Linked DNA regions of Hordeum vulgare: region 2 is linked to region 1. Evidence: chromatin contacts called from public Hi-C data. All regions are on one chromosome and are shown on one strand. Each heading gives the region's core, a stretch centred on a gene start, on an enhancer-like site or on the middle of the called end of the contact. The rest is flanking DNA. Distances are from core to core; before and after follow the strand shown. Region 1 has its middle 190 kb from the start of LOC123410627. Region 2 holds the start of LOC123411518 (MLO-like protein 13).

Region 1 (5,529 bases), core at 445-2,944:
CACGCCACAGGCAATGTGCAGGATCTACATACATTGAACTCCCTTGACTATAGGCTTTAGTTTATCTTTCACTTGTCCATCCTCCTACCACTAATCAATTGCTCACGTAACATATTACTCTTTATGTGCTATGATTCTATGAATGGCCTAAGGCGGACAATGCGAGCTCATCAACGAAGTGGTTTATTTTATAATTGGCAACTTACAGAGATTCCCTTATCCCCGTCTACTTTTAACAATTAGTTAATCTTCTCGGTCCTCGGTCATAGTAGAGAAACCGATCACTCCTGTACTTTAAATCTTACTTTACCCGTTGCTGATGCTCTCTTGTGGGAATAAGATTTTGCAGAAAGGGTTTTGGACTTTTGATGACTATTATTATTAACTCAATGGACCAAGGTAGAGTCCAACAAAGCAAGATCAGTCTCAAGATGCTCTGGATCAAGCTGATGGTGACAATTATATATCAACCTTTGTGTGCTTAGTGGGAGAAGAGGAAAAGATGGAGACCATTAGCACTAACAACATCCTGGAAGGATGTGGTGCTCACCATCTATGGATATTATTAGAAGGCATCTTGCGATTAGGGTGCCTTGTATAATCATAAAATCGCAACCAAAAAGACATGGATGGTATCAAAGACAGGTTTTGGTCAACTAATAGATACCGAACTCTGCACCTAAAGTGTGGTTCTTTTTGCTAAATAAATGGGAAGCACCACGTAGTGTATTATAATGATCCCTACATTCAAATTGTTAAGTCAAGTGGAATAGAATGATCCGGTCTGGGTCACTTCATGGCTGAGGAAACTCGAAACAATCCGGACTACATATAGTATAATAGCACACATATTATGCTCAGGATAAGTTTCTCATGGAGGATACAGATGCCAGGAGGAGATTATGAGGTATTGCACAAAAATATCTGCACGGAGATACTTCGAGTTTGCAAGCTTTCATAATCATTATCACGAATTCACGATCAATGTAAAGGAGGTATCCACTTGGTCAGTAGAAGTCTACAATGTAGGATATAATTGGGTTAACACTTTCTATTAAGAAACATTAAAGATTAATATATTAAAAAAAGGTCATGAAAAGTGGTTTGAACTAACATATATATATGGATAAGGATGCAGAAGTGCTAGTTGCATTGCTAGTGCAAGATATCTCGTGAAAATGTGGTTTGAACTAACATATATATATGGATATCAACAAGCAAAATAATCAGTAGAGGGAAGTCCCTTTCGTCCTAAAATTTCCCTGATAGCTAAGCTCGAGCACTTCCTTTTGGATATAATTTCCCTGACTGAATCGAAGTACAGACCCGATAGTGCATTTTCAGAAAGTTTGGAAGAAGGCAAAACAATTCTAGTCGATCGTATAAATCATAATTTTCCTAGCCCTGTTAGAAAATATCTAGTTACTACAGAAAATAAGATCATGTCACCGGAATATATCTTTGCAGGGTTAAGACCGTAAGAGTGTGCATTAATATTCGTCTAACCCATCCACTAACCCACTAGCCAACTTTACGACATAGATACGGCTACTTTACAATCAAATAGACAGTCACAGGCAGTACTTAAGACAGGCACCTTTTCAAGCAAACGGTGTCACAGGCCTTCTGCAGTATTTGCTTGGTCCAAACTTTCGACATTTAGATCCCTAATAAGCCCAATAGCAAAGGGTTTTTCATGTGGACATGTCACAGCTGATCCTGAGGCTCATGTCCCAGCCACAATCGTTTTCTGAAAGGGACAGCGGGTGGGATGCCAGAAACTTTTGCCCAAAGTTCTAAAAAAAAAACAGTTGCCCGAAGGGAAGGGCGGGCGAGATGCATTCAAAGCGAGCTTGCTTTGACCCTAATAAGTTCATATGGTCCTCTTTGACTACGCAGACCCTGAACTAACAAAGTGGTAAAATCACAGATGCCTGAAACTGAAGCTACGAGCAACCACAGTCGCCTGATGCCCAAAGCACTATGCAAGGGGTGAGAAAGCATGAACTTGCCGCCTACGGGGTGTGGAGTAAATGGCCGCGTGCAAGGTGCAACTACCATGGAAGGTGGAACAACCTAGTTCAATTCTGCCTGGAGCTGGATGCCTCATGTGCATTGGTCCAAGATCGCTTTTGACTGCGGCCGGTCGAAACCAAACCGGTGCAAGAACAAAGACAGTAAAGGTGCCGCACGCCGGACCTGAATTATTTCCCTTTCTCTCGCTCGTCCCTCGCGGCCCAGGCTTGGAGTACAGCATGCCGTGTTGAGAATAGGGTCGCGCGCAAGGAGACAGAACGGCCTGCAAGGCAGGTGCTCTGTGCGCAGGATCATGCAGGCTGCCGTTTCATTTGGGACGGTCAGGTAACTGCTCGCCAAGTTCTGAATCTTTTCTGATGCAGGGACATTAATTCAGAGTGGGGTGTGGAATTTCTGCGAAAGATTGTTTCGGGGGTTTAAATGCCGGTGAATTCATCTGTAAATAGACGTGGAGAGGTCGAGAATTCGAAGTGAGATCCTCAAAGAGGAAAATCGAAGTCAGGAGTGAGGACTGAGGAAGGCACTGGTGATCGGATTGATCAGATAAGAATGGGAATAGTTCGATGATCGTGACACATACTAGGATTATTAACTGAGGGGCAAGTTCGGTCGTACCAAAGCCGTCGCCGTGGACCGCCTCACATGACGCCGCCGATGATGTACCGATCTCTGGTAGAGGCCCCCTGACTGGGCAAGCCCAGTTCTTTTTTTAACTTTTTTTTCTGTTTCTTTTTTCCCTTTTCTGCTTATTTTCTTTCTTTTTTTATTTTTTGTTCCTTTTTTTTCCTTTTTTCCCTTTTTTGCATTTTTTATGAAAATTAACAAATGTTGAATTTTCCATCATTTTTTAAAACATAAATATTTTCAAAATGGAGAACAAATAGGAAAACTCAAACAAATGTTTAAAGCACGAATATTTTTTGAATCTTGAGAATAAATTTTAAAACCCAGAATAATTTTGGAAAATTGTGAAAAAATTCGGAAGCACGAAAAATATTTAAAGCACAAACATTTTTTCCAATCTTGAGAACAGAAATTTTAAACTGAGAACAATTTTGATAAACACCGAACAAATTTAAAAGCGCGAACAATTTTTAAAAGTATGGATATTTTTTGAATCTTGAGAACAATTATAAAAAATCCTGAATGAATTTGGAAGCGCGATCAATTTTTTAAATCACGAACATTTTTTGAATCTTGAGAACAGAATTTTGAAAATCCCTGAATAGATTTGAAGGCGCGAATAATTTTTTAAAGCGCAATCATTTTTAAATCTTGAGAACAAATTTTGAAATCGATTTTTTTTTAAAATACTGAACAAATTTGTAAGCGCGAACAATTTTTAAATACGGACATTTTCTGAATCTTGAGAAAAGAAAATGAAACGGGGAACAATTTTGAAAAATGTTGCACAGATTTGTAAGCGCGGACAATTTTGAACATTTTTTTAAAATGACAACAAATTTGAAGGCGACAACAAATTTCTAAAGCTCGAACAGGTTTTAATCTTGAGAACAAATTTTGAAACCGAGAACAATTTTGCAAAATCCTGAACAAATTTGGAAACGAGAACAGTTTTTTAAAACACAAGTATTTTTTGAATCTTGACAACAAAATTTTGAAATGAAGAACAATTTCTAAAAAGCTGGAAAAAATTTGGAAGCACGAATAATTTTGAACATTTTTAAAGCAGAGAAAAAAATTGAAAGCGTGAACAAAATTTTAAAGCACCAACATTTTTTGAAACTTGAGAACAAATTTTGAAACAAAGAACAATTTTGAACAATCGTGAACAAATTTGGAAGCATGAACGTTTTTTGAATCTTGAGAAGAAACTTTTGAAATGGAGAACAATTTTGAAAAACCCGAATAAATATGAAAGCGCGAACAAATTTTAAAAGCACGAAGATTTTTTGAATCTTGAGAACAAATTTTGAAACCAAGAACAATTTTGAAAAAAAAATGAAAAATCCTAAACAAACTTGCGAGCGCAAACAATTTTTAAAGCACGGACATTTTTTGAATCTTGAAAACAAAATTTTGAATTGGAGAATCATTTTTTGAAAAATGCCGAAAACATTTGGAAGCGCGATTTTTTTAAAGAACAAACTTTTTTGAATCTTCAGAACAAATTTTAAAACCGAGAACAATTTTAAAAAATCCTGAAAAAATTTGGAAGCACGAACAATTTTTGAAAGCACATAAAAAATTTAGCTAGAGAAAATAATTGAAACGAAGAACTATTTTGAAAAACCATGAATAAATTTGAAATCGTAAACATTTTTTGAATCTTGAGAACAAATTTAGAAACCAACAACAATTTTGAAAAATGCTAAACAGAACTTGGAAGCGTGATTTTTTTTTAAAATCCCGATCTTTTTTAAATTATGAATGTGTTTGAAAAACAGCAACTATTTGAAATTTACAACCTTTTCTAAAAAAAAGAAAAACATTTCTTATATTTGAAGATATTTTTTGAAAATACAGAACATTTTTTTGAAGCAGAAACACAAAAGAAAAAAGAAACAGAAAAGAATAAAGGAAAAGAAAATGAAAAAAATGAAAAACCGGTTCAGGGAACCTTCTAGAAGTTTCTAAAAACAGAAAAAATGGCTAGGAACATCTAGAAGGTTCCCAAAACTAGGATCAGTGAAAGGCTCTAATGGGGGAGCCTATTAAATTCCCTTGCCTCACTCCCTTGTGTGTTTGCCCGACAACTCGCTGCAGCGAGTGGCAAATAGGAGATTCCCCCCGCGTCGCAGCCGTGCCCTGGTTTGCGGCTGATAGCTGGGCCCAAATAATGAACTACAAGCACACACGATGCCTGCTCTCGACGTGGGCTGCACTAGTCCTCTCCTTACTTTTGTGAAAGAGGAATGTATCATTTTCCCCGAAAAATCCTCTCTATGGACGAATTCCCCTTCAACTCTAACGCCGGATCAATCAGCCCCTTAAATCTTTAAATCCTGATCAATTCCCCCTAAGGTTGTTTTGAACTTTATTTTGGGTGGTTTTTATCTAGATAGATGACCGCTTCAGTGCGCCTAGGTGAAGCGCCTAGCTTGCCTCCGTGGCCAGCACGCTCCCCGCTCGTCGTCTTCTTGGTCTCCACCAGGCTGCCGCTAAAGTACTCCCGCTTGATGTCTAAGCCAACGTCGATGCTCCACGATAAGCCATTTGTCGTCGTGCTGTTGCTCAGGATCGACCGCCCATGCGGGAACCGCTCTATGTGCGCAACGCCCGGACCGACTTTCCGCTTGGCCTCCGTGGGAGATGAGCTGCATCAGCACCATCGATTGTGTCAAAACCACTCAAAATCAAGTCCAAAACCAGCCCATGGGGAATTGATCCGTTTTTGAAGATTTTAGGGGTTGATTGATTCGTCATTAGAGTTGAGGAGGAAATTGGTCCATGAGAGAGGATTTCAGGTGGAGAACGATACTTTCCTCTTTGTGAAACGCCTTGGGCCTGTCGTTGGTACAATATAAAGGT
Region 2 (6,294 bases), core at 2,080-4,579, 720 kb before region 1:
TCGGAAAATATTCCTGCTTCTAAAAAAGGTCCAAATTTAGAAAAGTGTCCTTTTTCAATATTGTTCCTAAATTCAAAAAATACTCTGAAATTTCAGAAAATGTTCAGAATTTTCAAAAAATGTTTATCAAATTGTACAAATGTTTTTGCTTCTTAAAAAGATGTTCTAAATTTTAAATAGTTGTGTTTTACAAAAACATTCATAACTTCATAAAAATGTTCGGGGTTTTCAAAAAATGTTCATTTATTTTACAAAATGCTTGTTACTTTTAGAAAATGTTTGATATTATCGTAAAATGTTCGAAATATGAACATTTCTTAAATTTTTAAAATAAGTTCGTGTTTAGATATTGTTCTTAAATTTCTAAAAATGTTCTTGTTTTATAAAATGTCCCAAATTTTAAAAAAAGTCATTTTCAAAAAAATTCTTAAATTCAGAAATTGTTTTAGATTTCTGAAAATTATTCTGGATTTTCAAAAAATGTTCTTCGAATTCGATTTTTTTCCTTAAATTCAAAAAGAAAAGTTAAGAAAAAACAAACCAAAAAACTAAAAAAAAGGAAATGAGCAGAAAGGGAAAAAGAAACAAAAAAAGTAAAAAGAGGACATTCTGAGATTTTTTTTTGAGACAAAAAAGCTGGGCCGGCCCATTCAGGCGCCCCGTTGTGCGTGCGGGCAACTCACTGCCGCAGATTGCGGCAGGTAGGAGCTCCTGCTCGATTTTGCACCCCACTTCGGCATGATCATGACTCTGCCATGGGGCCGCCGCTACGTGGCACCACCCCTCCCAATCCAGCGGATGCACTCAAACATTTTTTGTACTGCCACCAGAAGGAATGGGGACGTCCTATATGACTGAGCATTGTGTGCAAATGACCAATGAAGGCCGGGCTCTAGTGACCTCGTTTTAATAAAAAAACATATTTATATAGCGCAAAATAAATTGAAATAATTCATACATATACAAATACATGTTTAACACGTCTGAAAATGGTTTCAGAAAAGTTTAGTTTCACACGGGTTGTACATAAAAAAGACAAATATGTAAATGAAAATGTACTGAATTGTTTTTGTTGTTGGGCCTAGATTTTTCTTTTTGCCATAGCATGCAAATCATAATATTTTTGAGCGAAAATTTCCAGAACCATCATAAATATGTATAAGTTTCCACAAGATTCTTAGAAATATTATTTTCGAAGATTTTGAAAAAAAGGCTTCACGGAGCCCGGTCTTCAAAAAATCGCATAGGGGGCTTCCTGACGGCGAGTCCTATTTAGCGCCATAGGCGCCGGTTCAAATTCTCTAACCAGCGCCTGCAGCGCTTTAGCTGGGCTCGGCCCATCTTCTGTTGTAAGACAAAAATCTTCTGTTGTAAGACAACAAGAAATACCGCGTTGTTGGAATTCCCGACAACCTATCGGTCAATACTGTGATGCACTAACCAATCCACCGTCCCGCGTTAGCTGCTCTCGTAATGCTTCTTCCCCTTTTTCCTCTTTCCTCTCGCGTCTTTTTCTTTTTTCACTTTCCACTTTTTCTTTTTTCGTATCTAATTTTATTAGTCTTTGTTTTCAATTGCACGAACTTTTTGTAAAATTTGGTGAACTTTTTTTTAATTATGATGAACTAATTTTTTTATAAATTATGATGAACTTTTTTCAAAATAGATGAATTTTTACAAGTTTGATGAACTTTTTCTAATAAAATTCAATGATGTTTTTTAAAAATTGATGATTTTTTTTTCAAAATCTGTGAATTCTTTTCAATTTCGATGAACTTTATCTAAAAATGATGAACTTTTATCAAATTTGATGAACCTTTTTCAAAATCAGTGCATAAAATTCATAACCTGTTATTTTTTTTCAAGAATACTGAACTTTGATATAATTTTATGAACTCTTTTTCAAAATCGGTGAACGTTTTAAAAATTTGATGAACTTTAAAAAATTTATGAACAATTTTCAAATTCGATGACTGATTTTTTAAAATCAGTGAAACCTTTTGAATTCGGCTGACTTTATAAAATTTGTATGAAGTATTTGAAAATCTATGAACTTTTTTAAAATACCAATTTTCTTTAATAATTATTTAATTATTTACTTCTTTTTTGTTAAAGTCAACTGTTATTGGGCTGGCCCAGCAGCATGGGGCGCTGCAGGCGCCAGGAGCGGGAATGGGCGCCTGCAGCGCCGTATAGGAGCACCCCTTCCTGACCGGGCCAGTCCCGCGGCATGCAAACACTGCAAATTTTTTAAAAAAAACATGCGCGTGTGAGGAATCATACCAGGGACCTCCGGGTGGTGAAAGTTCATTGCTAGCCACTGTAGTTGATGAGCTTTGCTGCTCAAATCGGTGGGTATAAGAGCTATAAGCAACAACAGATTTAATTATTATATTTATATTTTCAAACTCGGTATCTTTTAAAACTTATTTTTTTTAAATGCAATTTTTTTTCAAATTTGGGAACAAAATATTTAAAACGTGGACCTTTTATGGGATCAAGCATTTCTTGAAAACACGAATATTTTTAAATCTGTGAACAAATTTTGAAAGACGGGAATGTTTTTTGAAAACTTCAAACAAATCAAGAACACAAACATTTTCTGAAAACACATACGTATTCTTCGAAACTTTGCACAAAATTTGAAAGTCAAACATTTTTTTTGCATCCGAGAACAATTTTTCACAGCAGAAACATTTTCGTAAACTCGGATGAAAATTTGAAAACACGAACATTTTTCACAAATTCCAAAATTTTAACATTCCGAATTTTTATAAAGCGTGAACAGTTTTTGGAGTTCTAAGTTTTTTGGAGAACAAACAATTTTCTGAGTAGGACGGAATTAGCGGGATCGTCCGTCGGTTGGCAGCTCCTCTCAGGGCTTGTTCGGTTAATCACATCGAGAAAGGGATTGAAGAGAATTGAAAAGGATTGAGGTGAAATTTAACTTGTAAGGCCTTGTTTGGTACTAGTGTTTTGGAGGAGATTGGTGGGGATAATCCCCATAGGGATTGGGTGAAACCCCAACCTTCACCCAATCCCTTCAAATCTCCATTTATCCCCGATACACTAGGTAGGGGTAGTGTATTGGGTATTGAGAAAAATGCACTATAATTTGGGGATTTGAGGGGAAATGTGAGGATGAAATATGTCAAATACACTAGAACCAAATGGTGTTATGGGATGTGTGGGGATTGAGGGGTTTGACCGGAATAATCACCATAAATTCCCTAAAATACACTGGTACCAAACAAAGCCTAAGGATTTAATCCCTCCCAACCCTCTTCAAATCCGTTTAATTTTGGAGAAACCGAACAAGGCCTCAGTGGACGAGAAGACCGGCGGCCGAAGCGAAGCATCCCCCATTTCCCTGTCCGTCCCCTTCCCCACGCGCGCACAGCTTGCTGTTGCTAGCCAGGAGGAGCAAGCACTAGCCACTAGCTAGAGCGCACGAGCGCGGGGATGGAATCCAGCCGGTGGCCGCGGTCGGCAAGGCAGCGCGGCGACAGGCCGATTCCTTCCTTGCCGCTCCCGCCGCCGCTCGCCTTGCCCCCACCCAACCCCCTTTAACCGCACGCCACCTTACCCGAACCCAGCCATGCTTGCCAAGCCGCCGCCGCCGCCGCCGCAGCAGAAGAAGAAGATCGAGGCGGAGGCATGGACGACGCGTCCCTCGAGCACACGCCCACCTGGGTCGTGGCCGCCGTCTGCTTCGTCATCGTCTCCGTTTCCCTCGCCGCCGAGCGCTTCCTCCACTACCTCGGCAAGGCACGCCTCCCCCCTCCGACCCTCCCTAGACATTTCCCCCCCTTATTAGCTCATTTTTTTTACTTGATTGCTCTGTTTATTTTGTACAGTACTATTTAGGACTTCTATAAGGGTGCTACCATCTTATATTATTTGATTGAAACCATAACAGTGATAAACTTCCATCTTGCACATTCCAAAAAGCATGCAATCCATTGTTAAGGTCTTGACACAGGATTTAATACTCAACAACAAATTTGTGTCCTTGACTTATTTTTGAAGTCAGTAGTCAACAATGCGAAGAGATGCCATGGATTTCCCCAACTTATGCTTTCTTATACAACCGTGCAGGCATTAAAACATAAGCAGCAGAAAACATTGTATTCAGCTCTACAGAGACTAAAAGAAGGTAACGTTCAGGAATATTGTTGTGTGAACTTGTCAATTGGCATATCAGCATGCCCTATGAGTCGGACCATTCAGCTTCATTCATTATTAGTAACTTTAAGCTAACTACATGCTTAAAGTTCTGGCAAATATTTTGCTCACTTACTATATGATATGTTTTGCTCACTTACTATATGATATTTTTTTTCAAACAATCTTACTATATGATATTGATTTCTTCTTCTTGTTGTTCTTCTGTGTCTTATCTAGTTCAATGGCTACCTATGCAGAGTTAATGCTTCTTGGATTCATTTCCTTCATCCTGAGTCTCTCACAGGGTTTTATTGTTCACATTTGCATTCCGGAAACCGCTACACATTTCATGCTTCCATGCAAGAGAGAGAATCACAAAGTTGTAGAAGAAGGTGCCATAGTTTGCAACAAAAAGGTTAGGAAGTACCATATTCGCAAAGATGTTGAGCCATCATTTTCCTGGAACTGAAACCTGATTGTATCTTCGAACTGGATGTCTTATTGTTGGCCACTTATTTTATGAGATACAGTCCTTCTATATTGGGTAGAAACGCCTTCTGTTATTTATCTGTCACAGGAAGCAATATAAAGTGACATTCCTTAAAAAGGAAGCAGTTGAAGCGTGTTATGCAGAAATGCATCCTAGAATGATCATTATAAAGATAGGCTTGCTCTGTTTCAGGGTGATGTCCCGTTTCTATCACTGGAGGCATTGCATCAGCTGCACATATTCATATTTGTACTTGGATTGGTCCATGTGGTTTTCTGCGCTACAACAATATTTCTTGGTGGAGCGAAGGTACATCTTCAAATATAAAATTTGGTATGACCATGTTTGTGGACGACAAACTTACTCCATTTAAAATTTTCTAGATAAGAAGATGGAAGCATTGGGAGACTGGAATTCACCGAGATATACAGCAGAAATGTGCGTTATTACCCTATCTTTTTTGTTTCCTTGATTGATTTAGTAAGTACTTGATGCGGGCTTCCTAAGTGACATTATATAATTTAGTTATATACAGGACATATAATGAAGAAATATGACATAGTAAAGAGAGAGTCGGTCATGATTCGTGACTGTTATCCATATGCACTGTTAATTTAGAAGTGCAATTATATTCTTTAGACCCGTGTTATTTTAGCACCACCCCCACCCCGACCCCAGCATTCTCGTGCTACTACGCAGTTATTCAAGCTGTTCGTACTGGTTCTTGCCTGTGATCTTTCTGAGCTTCAAGTAATGTTAAAATTAAATTAGCATTGGAAGGCTGATATTTGGTACTCCCTCCGTCCCAAAATAAGTGACTCAAAAGTGACTCTACTTTATACTAAAGTTAGTACAAAACTGAGTTATTTTGAGTCACATATTTTGGGACGGAGGGAGTACATTATTTGCATCAAATCAAACACTTTTTCAAGTTGTCTTGAATTATTGTTCTGCAGGTTCAGTTGTCTTGTACTAGAAAATTTTGAATGGGTGTGTGCAGCTACAGTCAGAAGTTGTCCTGTCCAGATACATAATTTATTGAAAATTTGTAAACCTCTTGCTCATGCAAGAGTTGATTGTCGAATGTCGGTACTTATTTTGTAACTTTGTTTTCACAAGATTAAAAAAAAATGCAGAAAATATTTGTAAACACTTGCCCTCTGTACCGGTCAGAGCAATACCAAATTTAGAGGCAAATTCCATAACTTATAATGTTGAATAGGAAGCATCAAAATTATTTAGGTCCTTAATATTATAACATATTGGGGCCATATGCCCATATACCTATACATAATTTATCCCTGAAAATAAATCTGTCGTATGGGGTTGCTCAGGTGTTCTGCGCACCCTTTGGCTCTACTAGATATGCCCCATGTGTCCACATCCTGGCCATTGGTCAAATTCTGCAACAATTATGCGATTCGGAAATAAATTGCCATCCATGGTGGTAGCTACACACGGCCTCAATTTTTATCTCTATTTATTTTGGTAAATTATTTTGGACGATGAAAAATAATTCTATAATGAATATATCGTGACTTTGGACCAGTCAGGTAAGCAAACAAGCAATTATGCCAAAAAGGCAAGCTAAAAGACTGAGCGAAGTGAGAAAAGGCTCTTTCTACCCAACCCATGCT

The links. A called contact is a pair of places that touch in the nucleus more often than the background predicts.
Region 2: a Hi-C map of leaf shows a contact between it and region 1, with 5 times the contacts expected there. The contact joins the promoter of LOC123411518 here to the enhancer-like site in region 1. A contact is called at or near these places in 3 of 6 Hi-C or Micro-C datasets (leaf and seedling).

The regions. Positions count from the first base shown.
Region 1 is chr7H:533,132,871-533,138,399 of MorexV3_pseudomolecules_assembly, reverse strand. No RefSeq gene overlaps it. Among protein-coding and RNA genes, the nearest start is that of LOC123410627, 190 kb to the right of the region's middle. Within about 2 kb of position 1,694, at least 1 of the 3 cell types and tissues checked has open chromatin away from gene starts, as enhancers often do. A contact at or near this core is called in leaf, where this site is marked.
Region 2 is chr7H:533,857,163-533,863,456 of MorexV3_pseudomolecules_assembly, reverse strand. LOC123411518 (MLO-like protein 13) reads left to right here and starts at 3,329. Exons shown (of 14, transcript XM_045104482.1): 1 at 3,329-3,768; 2 at 4,099-4,156; 3 at 4,425-4,582; 4 at 4,850-4,966; 5 at 5,041-5,095. The coding sequence starts at 3,658.